Regions from separate parts of the Sus scrofa genome. Here region 1 is linked to region 2. The links are chromatin contacts, called in public Hi-C maps. All regions are on one chromosome and are shown on one strand. The core of a region is the stretch at or near the end of the contact, and the rest is flanking DNA. Distances in the headings are between cores, read along the strand shown.

The links. A called contact is a pair of places that touch in the nucleus more often than the background predicts.
Region 1: a contact with region 2 is called in a Hi-C map of liver, with 2.0 times the contacts expected there. A contact is called at or near these places in 5 of 47 Hi-C or Micro-C datasets (embryonic fibroblasts, fibroblasts, liver and 1 more) and 1 of 2 datasets of targeted methods (alveolar macrophages).

The regions. Positions count from the first base shown.
Region 1 is chr3:111,365,248-111,371,088 of Sscrofa11.1, forward strand. All of the region lies in intron 2 of RBKS (ribokinase), which reads left to right. Among named protein-coding and RNA genes, the nearest start is that of RBKS, 39 kb to the left of the region's middle.
Region 2 is chr3:111,327,212-111,333,130 of Sscrofa11.1, forward strand. RBKS (ribokinase) reads left to right here and starts at 1,565. Exons shown (of 8, transcript NM_001315776.1): 1 at 1,565-1,657. The coding sequence starts at 1,566. BABAM2 (BRCA1-A complex subunit BRE) reads right to left here and starts at 1,203. Exons shown (of 12, transcript XM_021088348.1): 1 at 1,068-1,203.

The sequences.
Region 1 (5,841 bases), core at 3,339-5,838, 41 kb after region 2:
TCCCCCTCCACCGCGGAGGGAGGTCAGAGTGAAGGAAGCCCCCCGTTCCCTTAGCTGGAGCAGGTGCTCTTGCTCCTGATGAGCCGGGCCCTTTTGCTTTCCACCGTCCTAACTCATGGAAAATAGCTGCCTTGTCTAATACACCAGCCACTGGCCACATGTGGCTTATTAAGATTTAAAAGGAATCAAAGTAAAAGTTTAAACTGAGCTCCTCCATCACACTGGCTACACTTCAAGGGTCTGCACTGGGCAGCACAGATATACAGCATTTCATTATTGCAGGACGTTCCATCCGAAAGCACTGCCCTAGAGACTCATTGTAAACAGGGTAGATGTGGGTCCGGGATTTCCTGAAAATCACCTGGGATTCCGGAAGTTGCCTGAGCCCATGTGCCAGTGGTTGGCCACAGTTGCTGGGGGCCAGGTTTCTTTCAACAACCTGACACAGCCAGCCCACTTGAGACCGTGTGGTTTTCCCAGAACCTCTGCCCAAACGTATTTCACTGCGGCAACAAAGAGACTGTGAGAGTGTCTTCAAGAGGGCTGTTAGAAGCCAAACCTTGTTCACAAGCTTTCTGTAGCCATAACTGGAATAGTCTGGGTGCCTGTAAGTCATGTCCCCTTAAGAAGGATAAGCTAGGCCCGAGGAAAATGAACACAGGCAATTATGATGATCAAATAGAACACCTTGAACGCACAGGGCTTGGTGCGGGAGAAGCATAAGCTAAGCTGGAGTGTCCGATGAACTTTTAGGAAGACTAGACTTTAAGGAAGATTGTTTAGGCAAACGATGTATTCAACTGAGTGTTTAATGATGCAGTGTCCATCAGGAATGCTTGCAGAGTTCTGTAAGGGTTACAGTTCTCTTCCAGAAGAGAGAGCCTTAGGCTAATGCTTGAAAAACAGGTGACATTTGATGAGGTAGAGGAGCGAGAAGGAGACTTCAGTTCCCCTAAGCAGAAGGCAAGGAAATAGGAATGGACATACTGTACTCAGCGTTTCAATACAAATGACCGTTTCAACCATGCCTCTATCGACCACGCTGAAAAACAGAGAAATCCAGCTATTTTGCCAGCTATGAATTTCAGAAAGATAGAAGCAAAAGAAGCAAGGGAAAGCAAACCCGGGCCACATCAAAATGAGTCTAGAGTCAGCCAACACAAGCCAAGGACATCTGTCAGGTTTTTCAGTACCTTGTTGCGGGCGTCGGACCCTGAGGGGCCCCTGCCCCCAGCAGATTCTGCAGGTGGCAATTCTCGGCGCCCTCGGAGCTGACGCACAGCGTGGTGCCAAGCAGGACGCCGCTCTCCCTCTTCCCTTCCTCCACACCGGCCGAGCTTTACCGACGCCCTCCCAGCCTTCCCCCTGCAGCCAGTGGAGACCACACATTGTAACCACCTGCGGAGCCCGCCCAGCCCCGCCCGCAGAGGGTCCGATCCAAGGGGTCTGGGCGGTGAACCGGGCATTCTCAGGAGATACCAATGTGCAGCCAGGCTGAGAACTCTTGGTTCCTACCCAGCTGAGGGAATTAGTCCCACCCTACAGCCTGGCTCAGGTGGAACCATTCACAGAAGACTAAAGGATTTTAACTAGGATAATGGCAGAACTGAAAGTCCAGGGGTCCTGATGCCCGGGCACCACTTTGCTCACAGCCCAGATACGTACATGTCAAGTCTCGCGTTACGTGGGTAGGCAAACTGTGATGAGGAAAATAGTGAAAGTCTCCAGAGATACCCGTGGAGGTTCCTTTCTAACAGGACTTACTATTCCAGGGGCCTTGCGTTTGTATGGTTCGCTGTGGTTTTCAAAATACTTTCACTCATCGCTCAGTAACAAGATCTTTGTCCTCAGATCGCCAGGTTTCTGTCCATGCTTCCACACAATAAAATCATAACCCTAGATAGAGGTTTGCTCCCAGTTAGCTATGTTGTTCTAATGAAAGGAATGAGATACATGATCACATTAAACAGCATTAGTTACACCACAGCATTACTGGAGCTGTAAGGTTTTTACTAGAATAATAATAGTAACACAATCTCATTTTTGAAATAGTTTTAACATACCCACCTACTTGCTTCCATGATCAAGTGCTCTTCTGTTGAAGGTAGGCAGCAACAGGAAGAATTGGAAGCCTCGGGAGAACCCGATGGGCAGGAAAGTAATTGATAAGATGGAATCCAAGCAGCAGTAGCCCTGCCCTTCCCCCCAGAGAAGCAGCCTCGGCGGCAGCAGCAGCAATGCTCCCAGGATGGTGATGGTAGCAGCAAAGCATTATTTCACCCTTTAAAAGTTGTAAATGTCCTTTTGCGCATGTTATTTTATTTTATCCTTGCAGCAAGCTGGCTGTGACTTTCAGATAAGAAAACTGAGGCCTAGAGACAGTTAAAGTGGCTTGCCCCATATCACACAGCTGCTGGGAAGGGCCTTCTGACTTCCAAGACACAAATGAAAAAAATATTCCTATTCTTAGGCTTTTTCACTTCTTTTACTTTGCAGTATATCCCTGGGACCAACATGGGAAGTTCATGGAACTAGAGTCGACTTCTTGTAATCTTCAGCAGTGTTGTTACTTTTCCACTTAGGTTTAACAAGGGAGTATCAAAGGCAAGAGCAAAGGATTTCACTCCACTTCTCACATAGAGTTTAGATGGGCAGCCAACAGATTTGCCAGGAAATCACCATTAGAATAAATCAGGAACCATAACCATCACCGAGGGATGTAGCCAATCAGGTAATTCTCTGGGCAAGAAGAAGACAGGCAACTACTGCAGCCTCTAAAATACAATAGCAGGGAGTTCCCGTCGTGGCTCAGTGGTTAATGAATCCGACTAGGAACCATAGGTTGTGGGTTCGATCCCTGGCCTTGCTCAGTGGGTTAAGGATCCAGCGTTGCCGTGAGCTGGGGTATAGTTTGCAGATGCTGCTCAGATCCCACGTTGCTGTGGCTGTGGCATAGGCTGGCAGCTAAAGCTCTGATTAGACCCCTAGCCTGGGAACTTCTATATGCCACGGGGACAGTCCTAGAAATGGCAAAAAGACCAAAAAAAAAAAAAAAAAATGCAATAGCAGCAAACCTGTGGAAGCAGTGACCCTGAGCCTTAATCCCTCTCTCGCATTTTTTTTTTCCTTTTAGAGCTGCTTGTGTGGCGTATGGAGGTTCCCAGGCTAGGGATTGAATCAAAGCTGCAGCTGCTGGCCTACACCACAGCCACAGCAACGCCAGATTCAAGCCACATCTTCGACCTACACCACGGCTCACAGTAACCCTGGATCCTTAACCCACTGAGCAGGCCAGGGATCAAACCCACATCCTCATGGATGCCAATCGGGCTCATTACTGCTGAACCACAACGGAACTCCCTGAATCCCTTTCTAATTAGGCCTCTGTGCACATGGGATTCCATCTGGTGTTGGAGTTGCCTCTCTGTGTCTTATTTTCCCTCCAATATTATCAGTTTCTTGAAGGCAAAACTTCTTCCCCTTTAATAATTCTTCCTAATCCTGGCACTTCCTAATGTTTATAATATCACCCCCATTTATCAAGCCTGCCCTTGACATTCACCTTAAACAGATTTTACCTGTGTAAACCTGACAAGAAAGGGGAGAGAAGTCTCTTTGCTCTAATTTGTACTGGGCCACATGTGCCCAGGGCTGGCCCTTCTTAATCCCTACAAGATTCTTGTAAGGATACTTGCCCAAGTATATAACACTTTGATTACCCATGAGACAGAGTTAAATAATGTTTAAAAAAAAATTTTAAGGTGAGAGAACAAAGGATTTGTTTTCTGGCACGAATCTCTGACCTAAGAAACAAGATGCTTTGACACTTACCTGGTAGATAAATGGCCAGACGACTTCTGGGACAGAAACCTTTAGCAGGTGACCTCCTTCCGCCAGGGGGCTCTCCCCACAGCATTCTTTTGTAGTGGATGCTCTTTGCTGTAGAGATAGAAAGCGTCCTAATAACACATTATGATCTTTTTTGAATTGTTGCCTAATCAACATTTCCACCAGAAAAGGAGCACAGGAAAAAGTGTTCTTTGAGGAAGAAGGTATCAGAGGTGGCATTTAAATGAGGGATCAGCACTCTACAACCTGTGGGGCAAATCTTGGCAACCATGTGTTTTTTATAAATAAAGTTTTATTGCAACACAGCCACACCCATTTGTTTACAGATTGTCTTTGGCGGCTTTCGCACCGCAATAGCAGAGTTGAATAGTTGCAGAAGAGACCCATCTGGCCTGCAGTGTCTGAAACACTACCTCTTTGGCCCTTTACTGAAAAAAAAAAAAAAAAAAAAAAAAAAAACAGCTTTTCTGACTCTTAGGCAATCCAGGAAACTTCCCAGGAAATGTTATTGTCCCTCATTGAGGTTCTTGGCCAAGTAAACCTCTAGGTTTCTTTCCCTTGATATGTCCCGAGAACTTTTGCTGTGGAAGAGCAGAACCCACCAGGAATGCTCAGACCTGGCTGGAGACACTACAGAGCGCTCATCTGCAGGACGGAAGAATAGTCAGGAGTGGCAGGCCTGAAAGCCTGCGGGGCCAAACAGGTGACATAATTGCAAATAGGCCGGTGAGGGCTCTGGTGAACCAGAGAGCAGTGTTTACCTTTGAGACAGGTCCAGCTGGGTCATCTTGTAGGAATGTGGGCCTGGTGTTTACCAGGACCTCTGAGTTTTCAGAACTTCCTGGAAATATGGGTTGTTTTTGTGAAGTCTCCTAACATTTAAAAGGTGACAAGGTGATTAAAATTAAAAATAGAAGGAGGGAGGAATCCACACAAACACCTGCAAATGGATGTTTATAGTAGCTTAACTCACACCTGCCAAAACTTGGAAGCAACCAAGATGTCCCTCCGCGGGTGGATGGAGAGAGAAACCGTGGTACATCCATATCATGGAATATCACTCAACACGGAAAAGAAATGAGTTATCAACCCAAGAAAATGAAAAAAAAAAAAACCATACACCTCAGATGTATATTACTAAGTGCAAGAAACCTACTGTATGATTCCAATTGCATGGCATTCTGGAAAAGACAAAACTGGAGACGGTGCAAAGTTCAGTAGTTTCCTGGGACTGAGGGTAGGGAGGAGTGAACGGGAGAGCAGGGGGACTTTTAGGGCAGGGCAACTACTCTGAATGAAACTGTAATGGTGGATACATGTCTATGCATTTGTCCAGACTCATAGAATGTAGAAGACCAGAGCAAACCCAAATGTACGCCTCAGAGTTTGGGTGATAAAGATGGATCACTATAGAGTCACTGGTTGTGACAAGTGTGCTACCCTAATCGTGTTGTCTATGCATGGAAGAGGAATGGGGATCTGAAGGAAAAACTGAAGTATCAATATCAGAATGGATGCTAGGACACAAAACAAGACAAGGCCACTATACTAAGTTACCCAAGTTAGCTAGGGCTTTTTCAGTCCCCTCCTCTTTGCCCACCTCCCACACAGGGTCAGGGAAGAAGATAAGAAGATTCTGAAACACGAGGCAGGTCATTACAAAGATGCCTTCATTTATAGTGAAGTATAAGCAACTGAGATCCCATCATAAATACTGAGAATTGTTGATGGTGGACCATCTCTGTCTCAGTGAGAATTTCCACATAACAGATCCGTGAGAGGAAAGCTATAGAATGTGTGACAGTCATTAAAGGTTCCACATTGTAGGTGGGCTATAAATGAAACATTAATATATAACAATTCTTTGGGCTGAAATCAAGTCTAGCATCTTACATTAAGAAGGCTAATTAGTTAATGTTTATAAAGTACAGTGTAGATATGCCCTTTTAAAATGCTAAGTATTCTAAAGGCTACATTGTAGCATTTTACTAA
Region 2 (5,919 bases), core at 315-2,814:
GAACAAACCTGCTCCAGAAACCAAACTATACTTAAGGTGACAACATCCCATTCAATTCAGCAACTGGCATGACCTTAGAATGACACCTGAAGGAATGAATTTGTCTTTGTTTCCAGCACAGCCAGAACACTATCTTTTGACAGTGCAAGATTTCATGCAGCATTAAAATGTTTCAGCAGGAGCTGTTGTGACTTCTCTAAGGAAAAAAAAAAAAAAAAACCACTGATTCCAAAATCACAGGTCACCAAACAGCCAAAAAAGATGGTTCTTTGGCGCAATCCTTTTGAGTAAGGGACACGGATGGGGGTTCAACCCCCAGTAGTAACTTTACACATCGAAGCACAATAAGAGATCCTAGATAGGCAAAAATTTACGGTGGTCAGCCTCCCCTGAATGCTAATTGTGCAATTTCTATTTCCTGATTTTGACGTATTACAGAAGGAAAATGCAGAAATACAATTTTTATAGGGATCTGCTGCCTCAAAATAGGGTCACATGAGGTCCTCTGATGGGCAGCCTGGGGAATACAAAGACGTCTGAAGCATCGTCAGTTTCTTGCAATTAAGATGGGATGACAAACACGGAAACATGTGCCCAGCTTACGTCATGGAACGGAAAGGGGTGGCGTCCTGCTGCGTCACGTCGACGTCACGCAGCGCACGAGGGAAGTTACACGGGGGAAGCAATTTCTCCAAGGGGCAATGTTCAAGAAAAACAAGTCGACTCGAACCCAAAGAATGACATCCCGCTCCAAAGGGGGACATCTAAAAGGGACCAGAGGCTCTTCCTTCTCCCAAATTGTACGATCCCCTCATCAGGCGGGAAGGAGGAAGGAGCTGAGCTTAATCAGGGACCAGGGGCGGGCTAGGCATGGAAAGAGCAGCCTCTGGCCTTGGGGGCTCGTTCTCTAGGGAGCCAGCATGATGGGAATGAACAGGGCATCTTTGGAACAGGGGCCTTCTCTATAGAAAGAGGAGGCGAGCCCTGGGCATATTTAAACCACTGTCCTTAGCACCACCTGTGCGACTCGGGATCCAACCTCCCCGCACCAGCCCCAGTCCAGGTACCTGGAGCTTAGTCCGATCGGTAACCGGCGACTACGTGGGGTACAGGTTACCCGAGCGCGCCCCCGACCGACGCACCAACCTGCGCGCGCACCGCGGGCCGGATGCGTGCGCGCCCCCCGGACGTCCCGCCCCGCCCCCTCTGCGGCCCAGGAGCCGGGCGGCGTGCGCGTCCCCGGCCGCGCCAGGCCAGGCGCTCGGAGAGGCGTCCCCGCAGTGCCTGAAAGTTCCTGCCTCGGCGCCTGCCTCGTGCGCGGCAAGCAGCACGGAGTCTGGACCGATCAGGAGGGCTCTGTAGCGGGAAGCTGTGCAGGGAGACAATTCCTGGAAGAACTGGGGGCAGTTGGTGGGCGGGGTTATTTCGGGCATTCAGGTGGGCGACCCGCACGGACGTCCTGCAAGGCCCGCGTCGTTAGGGAGCGTAGGAGTGGCGTCCCTGGTTACCGGGTCGGGCAAAGGTTAAAGGGCAGCCTCCTGGTTGGAGAGCGCCGACGTAGAGCAATGGCCGCGTCTGGGGAACCCGGGAGGCAGTGGCAGGAGCAGGTGGCGGCGGCAGTGGTGGTGGTGGGCTCCTGCATGACCGACCTGGTCAGGTTAGTCTGGGGCCAGTTTGCAGAAGCCGCTGCTCGCGGGAGGGACGGACCGTGTTCTCTCTTCTTACTGCCTTGGCACTGGGGCCTTGGGCATGGAGCCTGTTGGCTTTTGGTGTGAACTACAGGTTTCCCCAGGCCGCCCTGTGCCTCGATGGGAAGAGGCAGGTTTTGAGTCTGTGAAGGTAACTGTCAGATGAGGAAACAAAGGCCAGAGCGTAGTAAAAGCTCTCGTGTAACTAGAAGCGCCTCCAAAGACCTGTTCCTGTTTTCCGGACCAGGCTGTTGAACCTCTCCCCGGGCTAGCCAGTGACTTTAACCAAGTTATTTTACCTTCCAGAAGGTGCCCCCACCTCACTGGGCTGTTATGAAAGTGAAATGAACTAAAGTGTTTTGAGCCATAACACCATCCAGGTTGGGTATTATTCGTGGAACGTGTATAAAATGAGTGGAGCAGAGGTCAACAGGCCGTTCACTCTATTGATCGTTAGCATTCTTGCATTTCATATTTTCCGTTTATTTTTCAGTATTAGAGTAACTGTAGGTTACTTATGGCAAACCAAGTGTGAATCAAAATAAAAACCCATAAATACAATATCTATAATAGTAAAAAACAAAATCGGAGTTCTCTTGTGGTGTAGCGGGTTAAGGATCCAGCGTTGTCACTGCAGAGGCTTGGCCACTGCTGTGGCTCGCATTGGATCCCTGGCCCTGGCATGGACCAAAAAAAAAAAAAAAAAGGGATGAAATAAAATATGCTAGAAGGAAATCGGAAAATCGTTGAGCTAGGTCAGTGACATTGGATCTTTCCAATTTATTTTTTAATGAAAATGGCTTTTTTGATTGTAAAAGTAATATTTATTTATTGCGCTCTCTCCCTCTCTCATCTATATCCCAAGGAAATCCTATGATTCATGTTGCTTCACTTTAATTTTTTGCTGAGTGCCTTTTCAGATATAACGCTATTTTTCTTACAAAAAATGAAAAGTGATCAGACATACTGCAGTATGACCTGTCCATCTTTCCTGCAACCTTGCTTTTCAGAAGAGTAGCTGAGAACCTGGAAATAAATAAAAAGGCCTTGGGACAATAAAAATAAGTCACCAAATCCCTGCACCAAACCACCTGTGTTTTTCTTAGAAAATAGTTTTAGGGTCTTCCCATAACCAGCTTAATCTTACATTGCTTAAAATGTTTATAAGCCAGGTTATCACCAGCCAAGGTTAGAAAGGTGGCGAGTAGAAAGAGGAAGAGACTGCCGGGGCAGGCACATGATTACCAAAAACCTGAAGGTGAGAGAGTGTAATAACAAGCAGCAAAAGACCTTCAAGTGCCGGGAGCCTTTATTTTTCCACAAATATGTGAGCTACCTCGTGCCAAGATGGATGTGCTTCCTTTGGTGACAGAGCATAAGTTCACTTTAAGTGGACATGTGGCAAAGAGGCCTACACTCTTTCTTGAGAGCTCAAGCCTGCAAAGGGCCACACAGTAATTATTTTAGGCTTTTCGAGCCACATATGGTCTAGGTCATGTACAAATGTAAAAAACTATTCTTATTTCCTATGCCTTACAAAAACAGCCTGCAGGCCATAGTTTGCTGACTGCTGTCTAGAGCATCCCCGTCTCACGCTCCCTATGGTAATTGATGCTACTGGTGATGACTCTTTTCAGAAAAGGTACTTGATAATTGGTAGGTTTTATATAAAAATAAGGTATGTGTTTCACTTCAAAAATAGTTCCTTCAAATATATTTAGTTTAGTTACATAAAGGAATAACCTGCAGACATCTCAAATAATGCATTCCTTAGAAAATCCATCTAGCTAAAATTTTACCTTACTTCCATAGATGAAGCAGCAGAGGAAAAGAAAGCTAAACAACTTTCCCATGCACCCTACCTGAATAAGAATTTAAGGGTTAGGACTTCCCGTCGTGGCCAACAGAAACGAATCCGACTAGCATCCCTGAGGTTGCGGGTTGCAGATGTGATCCCCAGCCTCACTCAGTGGGCTCTGAATCCAGCAGTGTTGTGAGCTGTGGTGTAGGTCGGAGACCCAGATCAGATCCTGCGTGGCTGTGGCTATGGTGTAGGCCAGCAGCTATAGCTCTGATTCGACCCTAGCTGGGAACTTCCATACACAGCGGGTGCAGTCCTAAAAAGCAAAACAAAAAAGGTAAGGGTTAGAATTCAGAGCCACCTTCTTAGACTAAGAGTACTGTGTGAGGCTTGACCATCACCCATTAAAGATAATGATAGTTCTTTTTAAAATAAATACACTTCACATTATAGATGGCCAACAGGCACATGACAAAATGCTCCATATCACTAATTACTAGAGAAATGCAAATCCAAACTACAGTGAACTATCACCTCATTCCAGTAAGAATCTACAAATAATAAATGATGGAGAGGGTGTGGAGAAAGGGATCCCCTCCTACACCATTGATGAGAATGTAAATTGGTACAGCCACTGTGGAGAACAGTATGGAGGTTCCTTTAAAAACTAAAAATAGAGTTATCATATGATCCAACAGTCATAGCTGGCACATATCCAGAGCAAACCATAATTTGAAAAGATACAGGCGCCCCAGTGTTCATTTCAGCATTATTTACAATAGCCAAGACATGGAAGCAACCTAAATGTCCACTAACAGAGGAATGGATAGAGAAGATGTGGTACATATATACAGTGGCATAAAAAAGGCATAAAAAAGAATGAAATAATGCCATTTGCAGCACATGGAGGGATTACCACACTGAGTGAAGTAAGCCAGACAAAGACAAATATCACATGATATCGCTTATATGTGGAATCTTAAAAAAAAAAAAAAGTACAGATGAATCTATTTACCAAACAAATAGACCTACAGACATAGAAAACAAACTTATAGTTGCCAAAGAGGAAAGGTGGGGGGAGGAATACATTAGAATTGGGATTAATATAATACACACTACCATATATAAAATAGATAGCCAACAAGGACCTACTGTTGTAGCAAGGGAACTATATTCAATATTTTGTGATAACCTGTAAGGAAAAGAATCTGAAAAATGAATATATTCATTAATATATATATATTAATCACTGTGCTGTACATCTGAAACTAATATGACATTGTAAATCAACTGTGCTTCCATAAAAATAAATAAAATGAGTACTCTTTGAACTTGGGGGAAGGTGGGGCCTTGAATGTCCATGTTCACATCTGTCAGGATTTGAAAGCTTATTTCAGATATAGAGGAATGTAGGGTTTATTTATCCCAGCCCTTCAGTTTATAGATAGTAAAGTGAGGCCCAAGAAACTCTTGCACTGTGGAAAACCTTTCTAATTTCTCTTCCCTTGCCATTTTCCTTCCTTTGTAAGATATCCAGGTTTCGACACATTAATCATTAGTAAGAACTTTATTCCCCTAGAGACTCTCTCCCACAACTTTTCTACAAGCTTTTCATGGTTTCTGATTACTTCTCCCGCTGAAGATCTTTACAAAATACCTGAATATAGCATTTTTATTTAAAACCCTGCATCTGTGTTGAACTTGGGTCCAACTTTGATAGCCATGGTACATATCATCATTGTATTCGTTTCCCATGGCTTCCATAACAAATTACCCAAACTTAATGGCTTAAACAATACAAAATTTCCTCACTGAAATATATACTTTAAAAAAATTGAGTATAGTTGACGTACAGTATTGTATTAGTTTCAGGTATACAACAAAGTGAGTTGGTTATACCTATATATATCCATTCCTTTTTCCCATATAGGTTATTACAGACTATGGAGTAGAGTTCCCTGAGCTATATGGTAGGTTCTTGTTAATCATCTATTTTATACCGTAGTGTATATATCTTATTCCCATCCTCCCAGTTCCTCCCTCGAGCCCTCCCCCCAACCATTTACCCTATGGTAACCATAAGATCGCTTCTGAAATCTGAAAGTTTGTTTCTCTTTATAAGTAAGTTCTTTTGTGTCATTTTTCACTAGATTCCACATAAAAGTGATATCATATATTTGTCTTTCTCTCTTACACTTACTTCACTCAGTATGATAATCTCTAGGTCCATCCATGTTGCTGCAAATGGCATTATTCATTCTTTTTTATGACTGAGTAATATTCCATTGTTTATATATACCACATCTTCTTTATCCATTCCTCTGTTGATGGACATTTAGGTTGCTTCCATGTCTTGGCTGTTTAAATAATGCTGCACTGAACATTGGGGTGCATGTACCTTTTTGAATTATGGTTTTCTCTGGATATATG